Regions from separate parts of the Gasterosteus aculeatus genome. Here region 2 is linked to region 1. The links are chromatin contacts, called in public Hi-C maps. All regions are on one chromosome and are shown on one strand. Each heading gives the region's core, a stretch centred on a gene start, on an enhancer-like site or on the middle of the called end of the contact. The rest is flanking DNA. Distances are from core to core; before and after follow the strand shown. Region 1 overlaps arid1b (AT-rich interactive domain 1B). Region 2 holds the start of arid1b (AT-rich interactive domain 1B).

What was found. Hi-C and Micro-C count contacts between places; a contact is called where the count stands out from the background.
Region 2: a Hi-C map of skeletal muscle shows a contact between it and region 1, with 5 times the contacts expected there. The contact joins the promoter of arid1b here to the enhancer-like site in region 1. A contact is called at or near these places in 2 of 6 Hi-C or Micro-C datasets (both in skeletal muscle).

Annotation. Positions count from the first base shown.
Region 1 is chr15:4,280,167-4,286,772 of fGasAcu3.hap1.1, forward strand. All of the region lies in intron 4 of arid1b (AT-rich interactive domain 1B), which reads right to left. Among protein-coding and RNA genes, the nearest start is that of zdhhc14, 58 kb to the left of the region's middle. Within about 2 kb of position 4,190, at least 2 of the 9 cell types and tissues checked have open chromatin away from gene starts, as enhancers often do.
Region 2 is chr15:4,360,208-4,366,813 of fGasAcu3.hap1.1, forward strand. arid1b (AT-rich interactive domain 1B) reads right to left here and starts at 2,815. Exons shown (of 21, transcript XM_078089494.1): 1 at 1,158-2,815. The coding sequence starts at 2,432.

The sequences.
Region 1 (6,606 bases), core at 2,940-5,439:
TCGTCCCCTCTAGATGCAGACAATCGCGTCCTTTCATAGGGCGTCTTCTGGGCAGCTTTGAAGTGCAGTGACTGCACAGCCGCTTGTGTTTCCCGCTGAAAGGGGAACGGCCATTTCTGTGAAACAACATTTCCTTTAACGCACTCTAACCTCCCATTCCTCAGATGATCTGGTTCTGTCCCCTGAACATGACAAATAAAAGGGTGACAAGAGAAAGAAAGAGGGGTTGACAGTAATGGGTGCGGTGTGTGTGTGTGTGTGTGTGTGTGTGAGGGAACATCAGAGAGAGCCGGTCAGGGTTCGTTCCCGTCTGCAGTTCCACCCTTTTGTGTTTCCCTCGCTGCTTTCCTTTCCCTCCCTTTGTATTCAGCCAGCTGTGAATGTGTTTCAGGCCCGCTTCAGGGGGATGAAACGCGCCCCGTTCACTTCTCCTGCATAGAAGTGGCCAGAAATGAAGGAAAGTAAGTTGTGTGCAGGAAGGAGGGCACTGGGAGGACGACATGGGGGGGGGGGGGGGGGTTGATAGCGATGGTTCGCATCCATCCGAACGCCGCCGTCTCTCGCAGGTGAGGGCGGACCGGCGGACCAGCTCTGCCATTGACATTCTTTTTAGTCTTTTTTCTGTGTGTGTTTCTGTTTAATGCCCCCCCCCCCCCCCCCCATCCCTCCACTCGTGTGGGATGCAGAGACTTATGCATCACTGTCAAAGCGAGCGACCCTGATCAAAACGGGAAGGGGGGGGGGGTCTGGTTTGATCGGTGCAAAAAACCCTCTTCCACCATTGTGGACGTGCCGCCCGTCAGCGCATCCGCCCTGGCAATCCATCAGCCCCCCCCCGCCCCCCCCGCCGCGGATCAATAATGTGATTGGGGGGATTCTTGAGATGTTTATATCCTACGAGTTGAATTAAGGGCTGATTGCAGCTGCAGGATGCGTTACATCAGGAGGCCGGATCCCATTTCAGCATCATGTCTCCTGAAACATCTGAGACAGTAAGCGTGAGTTTATTACTCAGTGACCCACAGAGGACTTCTAGCAATACTATCAGATGACGCCTTTCTGATTGGCGTTTAAAATGTTACGAAAAACAAATATCACACATGTTAAAGTCTTGATTAAGACAAGATCGAAGGAAGTAAAAACTTTCGAAATAAATGGAAATAGCAGGAGGACCTCTCTCTATTAATTCACTCTTTCCTAATTGCTATTTACAACAACAGTAAGACACCAAATATGATTATCCTCCGATTCTATGCAACTAACATACATTAATACAGCAGGATCAATCTAATGTTCACATTCAAACCACCGGTTAAGTGTTTACTGAACTCATCTTGTCCTGATGTAAAGAAATGGGTCAATTGTTGTGCATGTGGTCCATCGGGAGTTGACCCTGACCAGCAGAAGAGGTCAGTGTAGCAGAAAAGCAAAACGTCCCTTTAACTCCCGAATACGACGTGACGATCACACACGCCTGCGGCTGTCTGGAAGCGCATTTGATGACGGACCTTTGTGCATCCGGCGGGAGCAACGAAGACACGGCGATGGTCACCTGAGGGCACCGGAACCCTGCGAGCTACCTCGCGCGCCGCGTACGTGCACGCTCGCCGAAAAAGAGGAGCGGATTGGCGGCGGCGGCGGCGGCCCTCTCAGGACGGTCAGCCCGCATTTCACAGCAGTTCAAACAAAGTTTTTTTTTTTTTTTTTTTTTTTTTAGCGCTGAAAACAAATTGGGCTCGCAATCAAAGAGACTTTTCAAAAAGCAATTTCTCTGCGCCAGTTCAAAAGAGCCCCGGTTGGTAAACAGGCAGAGAATTCACAGCGCGAACCATTGTAGGAGGTACAAACGGCTGGAGCTCCACCACAACAAAGGCAGAGGAGGGGTGTAATTCATCACACACTCAACAAAAGCAAGTGTGGCCGACTGTCCATGACCAATGAAACAAAACAAAAAACTTCTCCTTAATTGGAGAGGCTGTTTTCTCTTTTTTTTTTTTTTTCATTTCAAACTCAATCGGTCTACTGTGTGTGTTTTTCTTTCTCCATCCCTTAAATTCCTTGCTGTACAGTGTTCCTTAATGCCCTCCTCCTCTCTTTTTCTCCCTTCTCCCCTCCCGCTGCCTCCGTTTCTTCATTAAAACAATTCACTGTGAGTTATTCCGGCCTCCATCTTAAATGTGAAAAAAGGCGGCGCTGCAGGAAGAGAGAGGCAGGAGGAACGGAGGAGGTTAGGAGGAGATAAACCTCCGTGTTCCATACGGCTCGTGAGATTCCCTAACAAATGGAGGAGGGGGGGGGTAGGAGGGAGGGGAGGGGGGGGGGGTGGCCTTCCTCCACACAGCATCCGTCCATCCACCTCGGGCAAAATCTCATTTGTCAGGAATTCAGCCCGCGAGTGCAGAGGATGGAGAGACGGGGAGATCGAAGGGGAGCAGCAGACTGCAGCCCTCCCCTCCATCGAGCCGCCATTAGCTATGCACAAGACAAACTGCTGACACAAAGTCACCCGGCGTGCTGAGCAGGGACTTGTGGGTGGGCAGGAGACACCACCACCCCCCCCCCCTCTCCTCCCCCCCGTCCCTCCACCTGTCTATTGACATCCCCGGCTCTCCCTTGTCTGCCTCCGGTTTTTGCAATTACAATCAAACGGCAGCATCCAGGCCCCCGAGCGCTGACTGACGGCTTGGATTAAGCGAGACGTGGAGAGGCCTTGGGGTGCTGTGTGTGTCTCTATGTGTGTGTGTGTGTGTGTGCGCCTGTCAGCCAGTCCTCTGTTCAACCAATGTGTACACTACGTTACTTTATATGTGCAGCATGTTGCAGCGTTTGAGGTTCTGTTTCTCCTCCTGTCCATCACTTGATTCTGTCTGCACAATTTTCTGTGCACATTGTTAATGTGTGGTGAGTGTGTGTGTGGATCACGGGGAAGGCGTATGCATGTGGAGGGGGTGGGGGTGGGGGGGAGGGGGGGGGCGTATTAGCATGAAAGCGAGTGTTAGCAACAATGCATTTTTGCATTTCAATTAGATCCAAACTGTGTGGATAATTTCATTCTGTTGGCTCGATTCAGGAAATGTGACATCACGTTATTGTTTTGAGGACCTGACAGACAAATGACCGAGCACCATCTCAGCAATTACACATAATTAATATATAGGATTTGCTAAATAACACACATGCATAACACATTCCCACATGCCGTTTGACTGCGAGTGCTGTGCAGACATCGATAGAAGGGTTGAGTGAGACATGGAGACGTGTCATGAAAAGTGACAACATAAGCAAATCTAAAATATCAGGAAAAAGGAAAGAAATCACAAAGCTGTCAGGATAAAAAAAAAAAAAAACACGCACACTTTGAATTAACTTTACTGCTGCAGTGCCGCAATCGAGCGAGCCGCGTCAAACATGCAACCGAACAGAAAAAGCGCTCCTCGGAGGGCGGCGAGAACAAAAAAAACACGGCAATCCGCTCGCGTCCAAAAGAATTTGAGCATCTCTGCCGTCTCTTCCGTGGGTTCTTTAACTCTCCCGCGCCAGACGCAGACGTCATCCGTCAAAGGTGACAAATGTGACACGACAGCTGCGCTCGGGAGGCTGCGGCGACTTAAGAAGGAACACTTCTTACAGCACGAGGGGGGGGGGGGCAGAAAACCAGATATTCACATCCGCTGATCTGTAAGAGACTCCACAGGATTCAGCAATTAACGGATTTGTTTGTATTTCATTTCAGTCCTCGATTCCAAAAAGAGGTTATTGTAATCTTCCAAAGGTGCAGAATGAGTTGAAATTTGGAATTACCAATATTTTCATAATGACTAATTTGACAAACTAATTTCCCACCAGGCCCCGAGGACATTGGAAACAAATGGGATTGTAAAAAAAACACAAAACTTTTTTTTCCCCCCCGGACAAATATTTCCATGTTTTTGCTGCAGTGCTTTGCTCGCTGTCGTTTTAATTAATCTTTAGCAAGCCAGAAAGCATCATATTGCAAAAGCATCTCAGCCCGCTGCGTGACGTGATCCCTGAGGTGTTTTTTTCCCTTCATCTAAGCGAACCGAAGTTGACCAAAATGTGATACACACAACATGCACATAACAGCTGGAACATCGCAGGTCTGATCTCAAGAACTCGTCTTACCGCTGCCCATGAACATGCCAGTAACACACACTGCTTCAGACTCCCCGTTCGTCAGGCAGCCATCCTGTTTGCATATATGCACGGCTCCTGAGCCAATGGTTGTCAGGCCGTGCGTGTGTGTGTGTGCGCGTGCGTGCGTGTGTGTGATGTAAGCACAGAGAAAGGAGAGGTGACAGCGGCGCGAGGCTGATCTAATAACAGCAGTAGATGAAACGCTGTCAGATGCTGCAGAGAGCGGCTCAACGTTTGGTAAAACACACACGCGTCTCCTCCCAGACACAGTCTGCTCCGCTCACACGGCACACACACACACACACACACACACACACACACACACACACTCACACGCGCACATTTCTGTGTGATGGACAGTTTCATAGTTGCGTAGCTGAGGTGTCGGGCCTATAAAAAGCAGTGCTGATATGATTTAATGGGCGAGTCTTATTATAAGACTGTCGCTGGGCCAGTGCAATCTGGCTGGCGCTCCGGGGCAGAGCGCATGAGACACGTGCACTACAATCCTCCGCCGCGGATAATATTGCTATGTGCTACATTGCTATTATAAGATAGAGCCATTTGCCACACTGATATGCGGTGAATGAGGCTGTCATGTGGCAGGGAGTGATTTATGACTGCGGGGCATGAGAATAAAGACAGATTATTTGTATTCAGGTGTCTTTAGAGGCCATCTTCATCGCTTCCTTTTGTTTGCGCCGCACTTCTTTTATTCTTTTTCACACGGGATCAAAGGGAAGCCGCCTTCCGTGCAAAACACACGTAACGGCGCACGAGCTTTGTGTTTACATACGAGCCCCGTGGAGTCCGGACCACCCACTCAAAAAACTGCACAATGTCACTTTGACATTGATTCGGAGTCTGCACTTAATAGAACAAGATCCCTCTGTTAGCTGTCTTCCAATTTTTAGCTGGGACTAAAATTGCTATTAATTATAAACAGCAGAGCAGCTGTCTTAAAATATATGACACATCTACCAGCGTATTAGACGCCGAGGTGATATTGCCTCTCCTGCCACTTTTAATATCGGCACCCTGGCTCCAATCAGTGCCTAATAATGGCTTCTCATTATGAGCTGGTGCATGTGTGTGTGTGGGTGCGCGTGCACGCGTGTGTGCGTGTGCGCGTGCAGGAAAGCGAGGCTTCAATTTCCCCACTTAAAAGCCACAGATGACACCCTGTAAAAAGTTAATTTCATTTTAGACATTTACGGAATAGGGCTGTAAATTTAAGCTCTCGAGCTTCGCTGTGAGGCCATCAGCGCTGATAATTGAGATATTGAATAATTAGATGTAAGCAATTCATTATGTGTATAAATGCAAAGCAGGTGTAAGAAAAAAGAAAAAAGAAAAAAAAGGTAAAGTTCATTTGAGAAAAGAGAGAGAAAGAAGTGTTTTTAATGGTCAGACAGGGCCTTTGTTCCCGGGGTGTAACAGTGGCGTCGGACAGCAGATGGCGCTGTGCTTGACGCGAGCACAGAAGAGCATGTGATCAAAAACTCTAACCAGCAGAAGAGGCGTTCAGGGCCAGACGTCATTGCTGATTGTTTCATAAAAGGATTCACGCTGCTGAGATAAGTGATATAAATCACTTTAACATTCCTCCAGTAGTCATATATACAGCGTTTATTGATACTTTATGTTTATATTACCGAGATGTTGTCCCTCTCGGGACTCTTACATTTGTACAGCAGGCTTCCAAAAATGCATAACGGCGTGCATTTTTGACGGGGGCATTATTATATGAGGCGTGTAGTAAATCACTCGATCCGCTTCAATTCAACCGTCTTGTGTAAACACAACATCACAAGAGACGGCTCCCTCGCACAGCGCGAGTCCACGCTCATTAAAAGACAAGAGGAAATCTCTTCTCTGTTTTTCTGGGACTATCCGGCCTCCCGCTCCGGCTCCTCTCTTCCTTGTTACCCGAGTCCTTCATTTCCCGCTCGCTCCGGATCCATCTTTAAACGGCTTTCACTTCTTCTCCGGCAGACGAGGTGGTGTTTGGTGAGAGGAGAGAAGGGCTTCCACCTGGCTGTTTAACCCCACCCCACCCCCCGTCTCCCTCGCCCTCCTCCTGCTCCTCCCTCACCCCCTCTCCTCCCTCATGGCCTCTGTCTTAATTTCGCAGGGGAATCATCTGACAGATATTGCCCTTGAAGAGGCAGCCTGGGCCTCGCTACATAGAGCAATGGAGGGGGGGGCAAGGAGAACTGAGGGTGGGGGGGTTTGATGGAGGGGAGAAAGCGACAGAGAGTGAGAGTGATGCGGAGAATGAAAGAGAGGAAAGAGGAGGGGTGGAGGGTACAAAGTTATTAAGTGGATGTGAAAATGCAGCGCAGCCAAAAAGGTTAAGTCTGGAATAGGAAATTAAAACTTGCATCGCTTTTGGCTTTAAATAGATTTGGTTTCATTACGGGCGCCAAGGCCAGTTAGAGTCAAATCCCT
Region 2 (6,606 bases), core at 1,565-4,064, 79 kb after region 1:
TTTTAGGGGAGAGTTGTGAACTGGCAGTGACCCCCCCCCCCCCCCCCCCCCCCCTTCTGGCTGTAGGTCTACAAGCTATGGACACACCAGTGTTTCAGTACAGGGTTTAGGGACACGCAGGGATTCTTGAGTCCCCAAAGCCAGCGGGAGGAATACTTGAATAATTTGTAACACTTTCCTTCCCTCACACTGAGGTGCCCCCGAGCAAGGCATTCAACCACGAGCTGCAGCGGTGGCCAACAGAAGAGAGCTTGCTGGGGTTGTTGTTGTTGTTTTTCCTTATCACTCAGAATGTATTTTACAATGCATTCAGAATGTATGAAAAAAGATCAGTGGGTTTGTTATTTTTTTCTAAATTGAGCTTGAAATGATTCATATTAAACTGGACAACCCTCGACGTAAAACAATAAATGCAAGATTATCACTAAATTTTTCCTTTTTGTTTTTCAGTCGACGTTGAATTGTTGAGTCTTTCAGACTGGAAAAATGATTAGAATAAATATCTGGAGCAGGCTAAACCTTCACAAAGGTTCAATTATTGAGTTGGACGCCTTCCAAGTCGGGAATATTCCCACAAGACTCAAATGCAGCATCACTGTAGCGCCGAGGATCCCTGCAGGAATCAGAGTGCGGGCTGCTCAGCGGGGGCCACGGGGAGCCAATCAGATGGCGGGCTGGGTGTCAATCGTCAACCGGCAGGACGGAGGAGCTTTTACCCCGTTTACCTCCACGATTCAAATCCCGGGCTGCAGGAGAATAAACGAGGCGCACCGGCGCGCTACGGAGCGGTGTCCTTTTTGGATTCATCCAAATCGGCTTAACAAAATAAGGAATGAAAAAAAAAAAACACTGCATGCACAGTAAAAAGCGTAAAAAGTGCGGGAGGTTTTTGTTTTGAAATGTATTTTACTTGAAGGTTTTCTTCCTTTATTCTGTCACGTTAAAGCTCGTGCAGGCATCATACTTTAAATAATGTCCGAATCCATTCCTTCTACATTAAAGCGCCTTGATCAAGTGTTTTAACCCAGGTCATGTTTGTATAGAAAACACACGCGCGCGCACACGCGCGCGCACACGCGCGTGCACGCACAGACACACGCGCACACAACGCGTTGAGCCCGCCACCGACGCACGCCGGCCGACTTCCCCAAACATACCTGCGTCCTGCCGAGGCCTTGCCCTCCGTTGCCCGGACTCATCGAATGAGGGGGGTTTCTCTGCTGCCCTCCCCAGCCGTGGGCCGAGCTGGCTCCGTACTGGGGCCCCACGTCCTTGCCGAGGCCCATGCCGGCCTGCTGCTGCGCCGTGGCCCCGCCGTAGTCTTGATATGCCCCGCCGTAGCCCCGCATCATGGGGCTCGGGGAAGTCAGCAGCTGGTTGAGAGTCGGCGTGGCCCCCGAGGGATGCTGCTGCTGCTGCTGCTGCTGCTGCTGCTGCTGCTGCGTTTGTCCTGGGAACCTCTGGAAGCCCCCCGGAGCCGCTGCCAGGGGGGACTTGCCGTGGCTCGCCGAGGAGTTGCTGCCCATCATCATGGTCCCAGGTTGCCGGCCCCCGGCGGGGCCCATCATCGCGTAGCTCCCGCCGCCGTAGCCTGCCCGGTACGCCGGGTACTGGTTGTACTGGCTGTTGTGGTACCCGGCTTCGTGGGAGTTCTCCATGCTGTTATGTGCCGAGGAGTGAGTTACCCCCATCCCGCTGCTCTGCTGCTGCTGCTGTCCGCCATGTTGCTCATAACAGGGCCTTGACGTGTAGTAGTTGTTGTTAAACTCGGAGTTGTTACCTGTAGGCCCCAGGTGTTCATACCTGGTACCCATCATCCTCTCCGGTTTACAGGTGAGCTCCCCCTCACCTTTACCTGGCATGTGCTGCTGCTGCTGCTGCGGCTCTCCCTGCCCCCCCAACAGGTTCTCCTTGCCGCCGTGGTGCTGGTGATCCATGGCCCTGTCCCCGCGGGGCCCCTGGCCGTTGTTATTCGCCGTGTTGTTACTTTGGATCTGTCGCTGGTGATGTGGCGCAAATTGGCCGAATTGCGTCGTCTGCTGCTGCTGCTGCTGCGGCGGCGGCGGTTGAGACTGCGGAGGATCTCCGCTCGCCGCACATTTCAGCTTGTGGTTCGCGATCAGACCCGTCTCCATCGAGGACGCGGCGGAATTGGCGGAAGCCGAGGCGGACGCGAGGTTATTCCCATCCTGGTCGCGGCCGTCCGACGCGCCGTGAGTCGCGGAAGTTGAATGGACCATGTTGAGCTCGTTGCGGCGGTGATGGTCTACATTATTCAGAGTCCCATCTCCGGCGCCCAGCATAGGTCCAGTCCGCTGCACGGTCCCTACTCCTCCGGATTTTCCCGAATTGAGCTCCGGACCCAAACCGCTGGATAATTTCTTATTTTTGTTATTAGTTCTGGTCGGAGCCGATGCAACTTGCGCGGCCATGGTCACTCCAACATCTCAGCGCGCAGTGACAGCGAGCCGCGACCCGCCGTGCGCACGGAGGGTGAGACAAGAGCGAAGGAAACACAAGCGGGGTGGGGGTGGGGGGGGGGGGGTAGATTCAGTCGGGGTAAGAAAAAAAGAAAGAAAATCAAGCTTTGTTCTCGCGCTGGTGTCGCTGTGGTGAAACGGTTCCGTCAGCGAGGCTTCATGTCGAAAGTTTCTCTGCGGGGTTTAAACGAAACTTTTTTTTTTTTTTTACCCTTCCTTGCCCCCCCTCCGCCTCTCCTCCATCCCGGGTCTCGGTGATATGTAGCAGCGTCTCCCGGAGCCCTTGTGGCCCAGCACGGCGTGAGAGAGAGAGAGGGAGAGAGAGGGGGAGAGAGAGAGAGGGGGAGAGAGAGGGGGAGCGGGGCTACGCGAGCCGATCCACCTCCGGGGCTCCTGCGCGCCTCGCTTGGAAAACCCGGACTGGAGTAGCGAGTCCACCAGCAGCACGCGCACGGACGCGCGCGTGTGTGTGTGCGTGTGTGACGTACAACCGAGGATGATTTTTTACGATTACTTGAATAAATATTGAAAAAGCATCGATGCTGGCGACATGTTCACGCGAGATGCGTTTCCCATGTTGCCACTTCAGCGTCTAGATATCTGATAACTAATTGCGGGTCACGCGGTGCACGAGGACCGGCTCCTTCCCTTGAGTTCAGGGAGCATATTACTCTTTCTTTCTTTTTTTAACAGCCCATAACCGTGACGGATCCGGCACTTCCACGTGTGCGCGCGGACCCTTGAAATAACCCCGCCGGCACATGTTCAGTTTGCCCGAGCGAGTTTCTACGCGGTTGTCCACATCGGATTTTCCCTCTTCCCAGCCTCCCCGGTCCCTTCGGCTCGAGCCAGTCCTCTCTGCTGCTCTGACAGGAGCCGGACACGCGAACCGCGCGCCGTGCGCAATGGTGTGGCCGTCGGAATACGAATGTAATCGCGCGGCGGAGCGGCTGCGGGGTTGCAATACGTGCGTAACGGAGTTCATCCAATCACTTATGTGTTAAAATGAGTAATGCTCCTTCTTCAATACAGAACCATAGCAGGGGTGTAGAAAGAGGGTGGGAGGGGCTGGGGAAGGGGCTGGGGAAGGGGAGGGGGGGGGGGGGGGGGTGCATGAACATATCACAAATTATAAACTACATTATACTGGGGACTACTTGGTGTGATAGAAGAAGAATAAAGGGCATTCAGTACGATGAGGTCACTTAAAACTCACTCCGTAGGAATGTGATATGAATACTATGAATATTAAAGCCATTCTTCATTAGGGTCTTATTTGAATAAAAGGCTACATTCTTTAATTTCCTTCTTTTGATTTACTCTGTTAGCGAAGAGCCCGTCTGAAATGATAATGACATTTTTAAAAAAGAAAGAAGAAGAAGAGGAAGAAAAAATAAATGAACGTACAAAAATCAACCCCCGGCTGCAGTGTAGGACCACACAAAACCAAAGTCTACAAGATACGCTATCTGTCCCCATCCCATCAGTGGTGTTCAAACATGGGTGTGAAATTGTGCTTAGTAAAGAAGCTCGGGTGTCTGTTGGGACTTGAGTGAGCAGAGGGTCTGCTTTGATGAGATCAGATGCATTTGATCAACAGAGGGAGCTATGGATGAAAGAGGGAGGGGGAGGTGGGGGGGGGGGGGGGGTGGAGGGGAAGGATTTTGGGGATGAGCGTTGTGCTGTGAGGAGGGCCATGATAATGAAGATGACTGGCGGCCTGCAGGGAGCAACTGTGCGCCGATGACAACGTAGACGCCGCGGTGGTGGTGGCGGAGGCGGCCCGGCGATGACCACGGCGATGGCGACAGGAGGGGGGGGGGGGGGAGGCGAGCGTTGTTTGTCCGGCACTTAATTGTTACTTCACGTCACACGTTGGAGAAGAGAGGAGGCCCAAATTCACTCTGTGTCGTGTACAGTGTGAGATAATTCACTCTGAGGCCGTGACAATGGTAAGACCCCTGCTGGAGACACAGTGTTAGTGCAAGTTGGAGCACTGAACGTAATAATAAACAATACAAGCAGCAGCACGCAGAAATGATTGACACTGCAGGACGGCCTGCTATAAAAAGTATTGCGCCAACTACATGGGGGGGGGGGGGGGGGAATTACATTACAAGAGGTTCATTCTCACTTTGCAAAATATCAGCTCGATGATAGGAGCATGAAAGCGAGTGACACCACTATAAACCCGTATTCTTTTACGAGCCCATGTGGCGGAGAATGAAAGCTGTAACGTTGTTATGGTATCGATAGGACACCCCCAAGAAGACGTCGCGTTTACACCCTCCGTGTATCACAGAGCAGAAAGCAACCGCTGTTGCTCTGCGTGTGCGTCGACGAAAACAACGCCTCGTCATACGCGATCGGCAATGTGTTTCACGCGAGGTCTCACGTGCACCTTTTCTGGCGGGAAGCAGCCTCGTCCGCACCCTCCCTGCTCTCTGTACTTTGTGCACGCGACGATTCCGCCTCCCATCGGTGTCCCAGATCAAAGCCTCGGCTCTGATTTCATCTAGAGCAACACCAAGGCCCACAGCGAGGGGACCGCGGGCATTAGCATATTCTATGATGGCGCCGGGCTTTTCGAGCCGTTGCCTCGGCTGCGGCTCTGGGTGTGCGCTGTGGCTTTGCAACTCTAATTTTCCTCCCTCGCTCATTAAAAAAAGCCCACTGTTCTCCTATTAATTTCGCAGACACACTGATCTGTTTGAATGGCAAAGATGTGTGTGTGTGTGTGTGTGTGTGTGTGTGTGTGTGTGCAGGGAGGAGGGAGGTGGAGGAGGAGGGCAATGGCTCAGCGCATTTGCATTTATGTTTAATTTATAACCTTCAGGGGCCCCCTGATGCAGCAAGATTGAAACAATAACTCCAGACAAACACGGGAAGAGAGGAGGAGGAGCCGGAGGAGGGTGGGTGGAATTAAAAATATACAGATCTGGGATGGTTTGTGCTTTGCATATGTGTGCAAGATGAGTGTGTGTGTGTGTGCTCTTACTGTGTGCGCAGCCATGTGCATGCATTTTTCTATCCATTTGTGCATCTGCATCAAGGTGTATCTGCAACCCTCTCACACACACACACACGCGCACGTAAAGAGGCAGAGGTCTCCAGTCCGCAGGGGGAGAACATGCCACGGTGAGTGTCTGTCAGGAGGAGAGCTGGAGTCTGTTCCGGGGGAGTCTGCAGGGATCGTCTCCCCCCTCCTCCCCCCCCAGCAGCACAGAACAGCAGACAGCAGCAGCAGCAGCAACACAAGCCTGGCCAAGCACAGAAAGTGGGTCAGCCCAAAACACACACCAACACACACATGCACGCACGCACACGCACACTCAGACGGATGCGGCGGCCCCGGTGTCACACTGTGGGTGTGTTTGGAGCGAGCGTGCAGGGAGGGGATGCATCGTAGATGGTGTGTGTGTGTGTGTGTGTGTGTGTGTGTGTGTGTGAGAGACGGAGTATATTTTGCATTAGTAATGTTGATGGTGGGAGACATGGGGAGGGCGGGTGTATAAAATGAGGGGTGTGTGGCTAAGGAGGACGAGAAGGAGGCTGTAGCAGAGACAAAAAGCCAGCCAGCCACTGTGAGCAAACCCTATGGAAGTGCATCAAATTGATCCATAGTGTTTTCATTTCAGGCTTGGGTAAATAACAGCATTTCAATTGATCAGTCTGCAAATCCAAGCCACGATGGGCCTTGGAGCATACGCCGCGTGCGTGTCTGTGTGTGTGCGTGTGTGTGCGTGCGTGCGTGGCTGCTAACAAAACACATCTCTTACTCCTTTCGGCTCCTTGCGGAGTCCGGGGGCCTCACCAGAGCCCCGCAAACGGCTCCGATGGATAAAATGTTTTCAACAACACTTGAGAGGAGTGGATGCTATTGTGTCCGCCTGCACGCCGAAAAACACAGAATCACAGAATTCCCCGGACGCCGCGTGCTCTATTTATGTGTTATGAGAAACATGACTCAAAAAGAAAAAACGAAGAAACAGCCACGCTCTACTTTCGCTGTCAGCTATCATGTGAAGTGTGAGGAAGAGGAGGAGAGGGGGGTGGGGGGGGATACAGACCGGGAGAGGAGAGTGATTTTCTTCATCCACACGTCCCATTCTGGAGGTGACAGGGG